2 separate regions of the Mus musculus genome follow, and region 1 is linked to region 2. Evidence: chromatin contacts called from public Hi-C data. All regions are on one chromosome and are shown on one strand. The core of a region is the stretch at or near the end of the contact, and the rest is flanking DNA. Distances in the headings are between cores, read along the strand shown.

The links. Hi-C and Micro-C count contacts between places; a contact is called where the count stands out from the background.
Region 1: a Hi-C map of morula shows a contact between it and region 2, with 2.2 times the contacts expected there. The contact joins two enhancer-like sites. A contact is called at or near these places in 4 of 39 promoter capture datasets (3T3-L1-derived adipocytes, the HPC-7 cell line, liver and 1 more), 2 of 15 datasets of contacts at CTCF or cohesin (the G1E-ER4 cell line and pro-B cells), 49 of 484 Hi-C or Micro-C datasets (8-cell embryo, the AML12 cell line, the AtT-20 cell line and 37 more), 2 of 115 datasets of contacts at active chromatin or transcription factors (CD8 T cells and acute myeloid leukemia) and 2 of 9 other capture datasets (adipose tissue and liver).

Annotation. Positions count from the first base shown.
Region 1 is chr12:31,455,484-31,458,845 of GRCm38.p6, forward strand. Slc26a3 (solute carrier family 26, member 3) reads left to right here. Exons shown (of 21, transcript NM_021353.3): 9 at 1,515-1,662; 10 at 1,758-1,871; 11 at 1,977-2,054. Among named protein-coding and RNA genes, the nearest start is that of Slc26a3, 19 kb to the left of the region's middle. Within about 2 kb of position 2,053, at least 16 of the 459 cell types and tissues checked have an H3K27ac peak or open chromatin away from gene starts, as enhancers often do. A contact at or near this core is called in morula, where this site is marked.
Region 2 is chr12:31,373,105-31,376,217 of GRCm38.p6, forward strand. No RefSeq gene overlaps it. Among named protein-coding and RNA genes, the nearest start is that of Dld, 23 kb to the left of the region's middle. Within about 2 kb of position 1,672, at least 32 of the 459 cell types and tissues checked have an H3K27ac peak or open chromatin away from gene starts, as enhancers often do. A contact at or near this core is called in morula, where this site is marked.

The DNA.
Region 1 (3,362 bases), core at 803-3,302, 83 kb after region 2:
TAAATAAATAACTCAATTAATAAATGATTTCACGTATGTGCCATGGTAAGTGCCCAACTTCTATTTCAAATTCAAACATCGCTACTTGCTGGCTTAGTACCTAAATGAGATACAAGGCACATAATGTGTCTTAGTACATTCTGTTTCTTTTCCTAAGTGATAAAGTGGGCATTTTAAATTTTTGTTGACCGCAAATAGACTATTACTCAGGGTAATGATTATTAATTCTTGCTACCAGTGCGTATGCCACCTTGGAAATTACTTTTGTGGAATGATGAAGCCCAAAAGAAGGAACAACCCAGAGGAGGCCATGTTAAATTCCAGGGGTGTCTTACAGGCATCCTCAGTGGGCGTGCTGTATTTGATGACGTACAGTGCTCACTCATCATTCTAGTTGGCCTTCCCACACAACTATGAAGACAAGAGAACAGTATGATTGTTTCATTTGACAAATGAGGAGGCAGGCTCAGGGAAAGTAGAGCCAAGGGATGGAGCCTTTGGCCAGTTAATTCTGTCATACTATAATGCTATATTATAATGCTCAGAAGTTAAAACAGAAGCAAAATTATAATAACAATAGAGGCCTAGTTATTTTGATATAAAATACAATCTTTAATTTTGTCTCTGCTGCTAGGTTGGTTTCTGAAAACTAAATTGCAATCCTCCTTTCTAGTTTGCCTGGACTAATAGTACATTTTCAAAACTATAGCTGGGTATTTATGATCAAAGACATAAAAGATAAAACAACAATTCAGACACAGTCGACTGGATCCAATCGTGCCCTTCCAGTAAGCATCGGGTCTGAAGCCGATGCTGACGGGAGCTGAACGTTTTAGTAGCTCGATGCCATTTGGGACAGACAGCTTTTATAATACAGCTGGCAAACATACTTGCTGTTGGAGCTTATGAGCATGAAGTTTCCTGAGGGAGGAACACTTATCTCTAAAACCTTATCACCTGATGCTAAGACCTGCTCTCCTCTGGGTGTGGTGGACTCTAGCAGTTCTACAGAGCTCGGGGCAAAGCCCAAGGCCTGCCTATCAGGCAATGAAAAGTTAGTTACCAGCGGGAAGAAGATTTTTATTTTCTTGTCCCAGAGTTGTATTTGCACAAAGAGCCTTCGCCCTCAGCCGTGGACAGTTATTGAGGGCACTGAGAAGAATGCTTTGAGCCCCATTCATAACATCAGCTGGAACCTAAGACACTTGCCTCAAGGGGAATAAGAGAACACGTGATACTCAGAGTGCGCTGGCAAGATCATACCCATCTTACCATTATTGCCAGGCTGTATTGTAAGGTTTATCAATACAGGCAGCATTAATTACTTCATGACAGTGAGAGGGGAAATGCCAAACTTTTCAATGAAATCAAGTTCTTAGGCCATACTTAAAAAAAAAAAAAAAAAAGACACAATTCAATTCAGCCCAGACGGTATCCATTCATTTATTTGCCCAATAATCTTTTGAGTTACCAACAAGTTGGTAGCCTATAGTTTTGCTTGCTTTCAATTTCAGATTTCAACCCCCTATTACACCCAGCGTGGAAGTTTTCCAAGACACCATAGGAGACAGCTTCGGCATCGCGATCGTCGGCTTTGCCGTGGCCTTTTCCGTTGCCAGCGTGTACTCCCTCAAATACGATTATCCGATTGATGGCAATCAGGTAAGCCTAGTCGGGCCCAATTAGGTATTCCATGCACATAATACTCTTCTGAAAGAGACCATTTCAGAAAAACCTTCCTCCCCTGTCGTCTGCAGGAGTTAATTGCCTTGGGAGTGAGCAACATATTCACTGGAGCATTCAAAGGATTTGCAGGGAGCACAGCCCTTTCCAGATCAGGGGTTCAGGAGAGCACGGGAGGCAAAACACAGGTATTAGAGCAGCTCTGTTGCAAGGCCAGCACAGTGCTGATGACTGGGAAACCCAAGCCAGGAGGAAAGCGGCAGCCATCATGGGGATTGTTTCATTTCTCGCAGGTTGCGGGGCTTCTCTCAGCTGTCATCGTGTTGATCGTCATAGTTGCCATTGGGTTTCTTCTGCAGCCGCTACAAAAGGTAATCGTCTTCCCTTGAGGGGATAATATATCTCTCTCTCTGCGGTGCTAAATCTAGCTCTCAGGTTCTGAAGACGAAAGCTACGCTAGGGGAAATGAGTTCTTGACAAGCTCTCAGACCCCCTCCTTAGTCAACACTGTATGGACCAAGAAGGTTTCCTTCTCCTGGCACCCGATTATGAAATGTTAGGAATGCAGACGCCCAAACCACGTTATCTACGCTACTCTACATAATGAATGTTCAAGCAGAGAGGTGCTTTGGCATGGTAGCTTCAACCTAGGTTGACTGAAGTAAAGATTTTCTTTTTTAAAAAATTTTATTAGATATTTTATTTATTTACATTTCAAATGTTATCCCCTTTCCTGATCTCCCTCCAAAAATCCCCTTCCCTCACCCTTCTCCCCTCTCCCCTGTTCACCAACCCATCCATTCCTGCTTCCTGGCCCTGGCATTCCCTTACCCTGGGGCATAGAGCCTTCACAGGACCATCCTGGGTCTCTCCTCCCGTTGATGTAGGCCATCCTCTGCTACATAAGTAGATGGAGCCATGAGTCTCACCATGTGTACTCTTTGGTTGGTGGTTTAGTCCCTGGGAGCTCTGGGGTTACTGGTTAGTTCATATTGTTGTTCCTCCTATGGAGTTGCTAACCCCTTCAACTCCTTGGGTCCTTTCTCTAGGTCCTTCATTGGGGACCCTGTGCTCAGTGTAATGGATAGCTGTGAGCATCTTCTTCTGTATTTGTCAGGCACTGGTGGAGCCTCTTAGGGGACAGCTATATCAGGCTCCTGTCAGCAAGCACTTGTTGGCATCCACAATAGTGTCTGGGTTTGGTGATTGTATATGGGATGGGTCCCCAGATGGAGCAGTCTCTGGCTGGTCATTCCTTCAGTCTCTGCTCCACACTTTGTCTCTGTAACTCCTTCCATGGGTATTTTGTTCCCCCTTCTAGGAAGGATCGAGGTATCCACACTTTGGTCTTCCTTCTTCTTGAGTTTCATGAGGGTTAGGTCATCAAGCCCTCTATCTAACACAGAGAGTGGTGCTACCAGCTCCACACCTGTTCTTAGGAACACGCCCTGCAGCTCCAAGGAGTTTGGTTTGATTCCAAAACCAACACTGTCAGCTTGTAGGAGGGGAGCAAACAGCCAGATACACCTCTTACCCTTGAGCTCCCTGTCTATCACTGGGTTTCCTTTAATAATGGTAAACAGCCCCAGTGTCCTGGAAACCACTAAGCCTACACGAAAGCAGATGATAGTAAAGACAAGGTCATTGCTCTCTGGGGCATTCACAGGGCTTCGAAGGAG
Region 2 (3,113 bases), core at 422-2,921:
TTGACATGACAGGGTTTAAAGAGGAACAAAGGAGCATGTTTGAAAGGTAACTAGATGTAACTGGATGTAACTGGATGTAACTAGATTAAATGGAGGCAATGTCAGAGCTATAACTACTGTAGAAACACCACTATTCTTGGGGCTATTAAGTGGGTTTTCTAATGTAGAACTTCTGAATGACCGGTCTTAATGAAAGTGGGGGTTTGGATTGCAGGTGACTGCCACGATGCCCAGACCTTTATGTGGGTGTTAAGACCCAAATTCAGTTCCTCATGCTTGCTCAGCAAGGACTTCACCAAGTGTTCCATTTCACCCAGTCCCTTTGATGTCTATGTCTCTGAAGGAATTTCCTTAGAATGTCTAACTAAATATATTCCTATTTAATTATTTTCTGTAAGTGCACTAGCCAATTATTTATTTTTTAATTTTTAAAGGTGTACTCATCATACTTTATATGAGTAGATGTCTTCCCTGCATGTGTATATATGTGCACCGTGCCTGTTAGACTCCCTGCAACTGGAGTTATGAATGGTTGTAAGCCACCCTATGGGTGCTGGGACTTAAACAAGAGCAATAAGTACTCTGAGCCTCTGAAATATCTCTCCAGCCCTGCCAATTCATTTTTTAGCTTATCTTTTTGCTTCGTTTTGTAGGTTGGTTGGTTTATTTATTTATTTAGAGATGGAGGCTTACTATGTAGCCATAGCTGGTCTGTTTACTACATAGAACAGGCTGGCCTCAGATCTGAGTAGTCTACTTGCCTCTGTCTTTCAAATGCTGGGATCACAGGTGTGAGCCAGCATGCCTTTTTTTTTTTTTTTTTTTTTTTTTTTTTTTTTTTTGTCCTTTGAGTTTGTCTTTTAAGAAGGCAATTATAACCTGCCCGGAAACAATGAAGTTCTAACCCACAGTAGTAAGTAACAGAGTAGCATGTAGTAGCCACGGTGTGTACAGTACTACACAGAATGTTGGGAAGAATTTGCAATTTTGTTGCTCTTTTTACTCTTTGGAGAGTAATTTAAAATATACTTCAAAGAGACAAACTAGCATAATGGTCCCCCTGCACCTCTTGTCCAGTGTCAACAATGACTACATTGTGGCCAGTATTTCTTCAACTTGTCACTTTTGGGTGAAATTCCAGTCATCAAACCCTTCGTCCATAAGTAGTTCAGGATACAACTACAAAGAGGAGAGTTTTGAACCAGACATTAAAAAAATGAATTTAATAAGGCATTGTGTAAATTTTAAGATTTGTTTTATAATAACATTACAATGTTCTTCAAATATACCAAGCAGTGTCTTCACAAGCCACAGAGGTGAGAGTGCCATCCAGTACTTAATGGCTGAAGAAAGCTTGGGATGTAAGAGAATCTTCTCCATTTGTGTTCTTTTAAAGAAGTGGAAAATACACAGAAACAGAAACATGAATACTTGCAGTGTGTAGCTGACTGCCATGAAAGGTGGAGAAAACCCTGTGAGGGACATCGGTAAGATGATCCACAGTAACCCCATGAAAATTTCCTAGGCTCTGTAATGCATCAAAATTCCAAAAAGAAAGTCACTTCAAGAGCCTGTGAAAGAAGACTGCCAGAAACGTCAAGGGCTCACAAACGCCCAGCGTCCTTTTTGTTTATATGGTTGTGATATAATATAACCAGCAGAGGGCAGCAGTGCAGCAGTAACAGCAGCATCTGTGTAACCCTGGCTCCGCCCAGTATCAATCCCGCCTTCATTCCTGACAGCTCACACCGGTCATCAGGCCTTTCTCCTCTGACCACTCCAAAGGTGAGTTTGGAAGCACAGAGGAGTAAAGGTGTCTCAAGGATACTGTTTCTCAAAGGATGTCTCATCCCACCCTCCAGTGGATTGTGGTTGAAAACTCAGTTAAAATGATAGGTTTTGCTGTCTCAGAAATGTTGATTACATGTTAAAATAATAACATTGTATTTAATTGGTTAAAAAAAAATCAATCTCTCTCTTGCACACATGCACACACACACACACACACATCTTGCTGTGTAGCCTTCTCATAATCCTCCTGCCTAAGCCTCCCAAACGCTGTGTAGTGATTACATGTGTGAAAACACACCCAAGACCCCGTTCCTTTTTTACTTTTTAAAAAAACACATGACTGTTAGAATATAATTTATATATGTTGCCTTTATCTGTCTGCACGTCAGTGGCTATCAATTTATCTGTATTGGACATCTCTGCTCTGAAAACTACGGATGAGGTAGGCTGACTTCTTGACAGGCTTCAAATTGGCAGTTCAGGAGACTAGGCCTAAATCTTTGTTACTACGAACTGGGCAAGTCTGGGCAAGTCCAGGCCCTGCCCCCTGGCCTGAGGCAAGGACAAAGGGTCAGCCGCAGTTTCCAGACTTCCTCAGCAACAGTTTCCAGTCCCCCACCCCCACCCCAGCAATGGGTTCTGGAATGTCTCTAGAGATAGAGCCAACGATTAAGATAGAGGTCACCTACCCCTCCCCAGAATTCCCCTAATATGCTTTAAGTCTGGACTGGAAGCTTACTGGGGCACCTCCATCATGGTAGATGGTAGACCCCAGCATGCAGATGTCTGCAGAATAAAACACTCTCTGCTTTTGCATACTATTTGAGTCTGGGGTATGATTCTTTGGTGAGTCATGGACCCTTACATGGGTAGGGCTTGATACTCAAGCGTGGCCACAGTCGTTAGTTCACAGACTTACATCACAGGAAGGAGGGGGGAGGAGAAGGAAGAGGAGGAGGAGGAGGGAGAGGAGAAGGAGGAGGAGGAGAAAGAGATGAAGACTTTAGATGCTCAAGTGGACACAGAGATAAGACATTGCACTGTTTTACTCCAAGTACATTAGAATAGATCAAATAAAAAGGAATTTAGAGCCAATCAAAATAAAGAAGCAGCTTCGGAATGACTCAGAGTCCTCAAGGAAGCCATGCTTGTGCTTGGCTCTACCCCTGCATGCTTCAGGTCTAACTAGCTAACATATATTGTTTTGCACACAAAAAAATTGGGGGGTGGGGGTGGGCGTGGAATCTCTATTAGCTGCAACAAAAAGACTTCTGACTAGTACACCTTGGCATTGATGGAGTGGCAAACAAATAGTTAAAAAC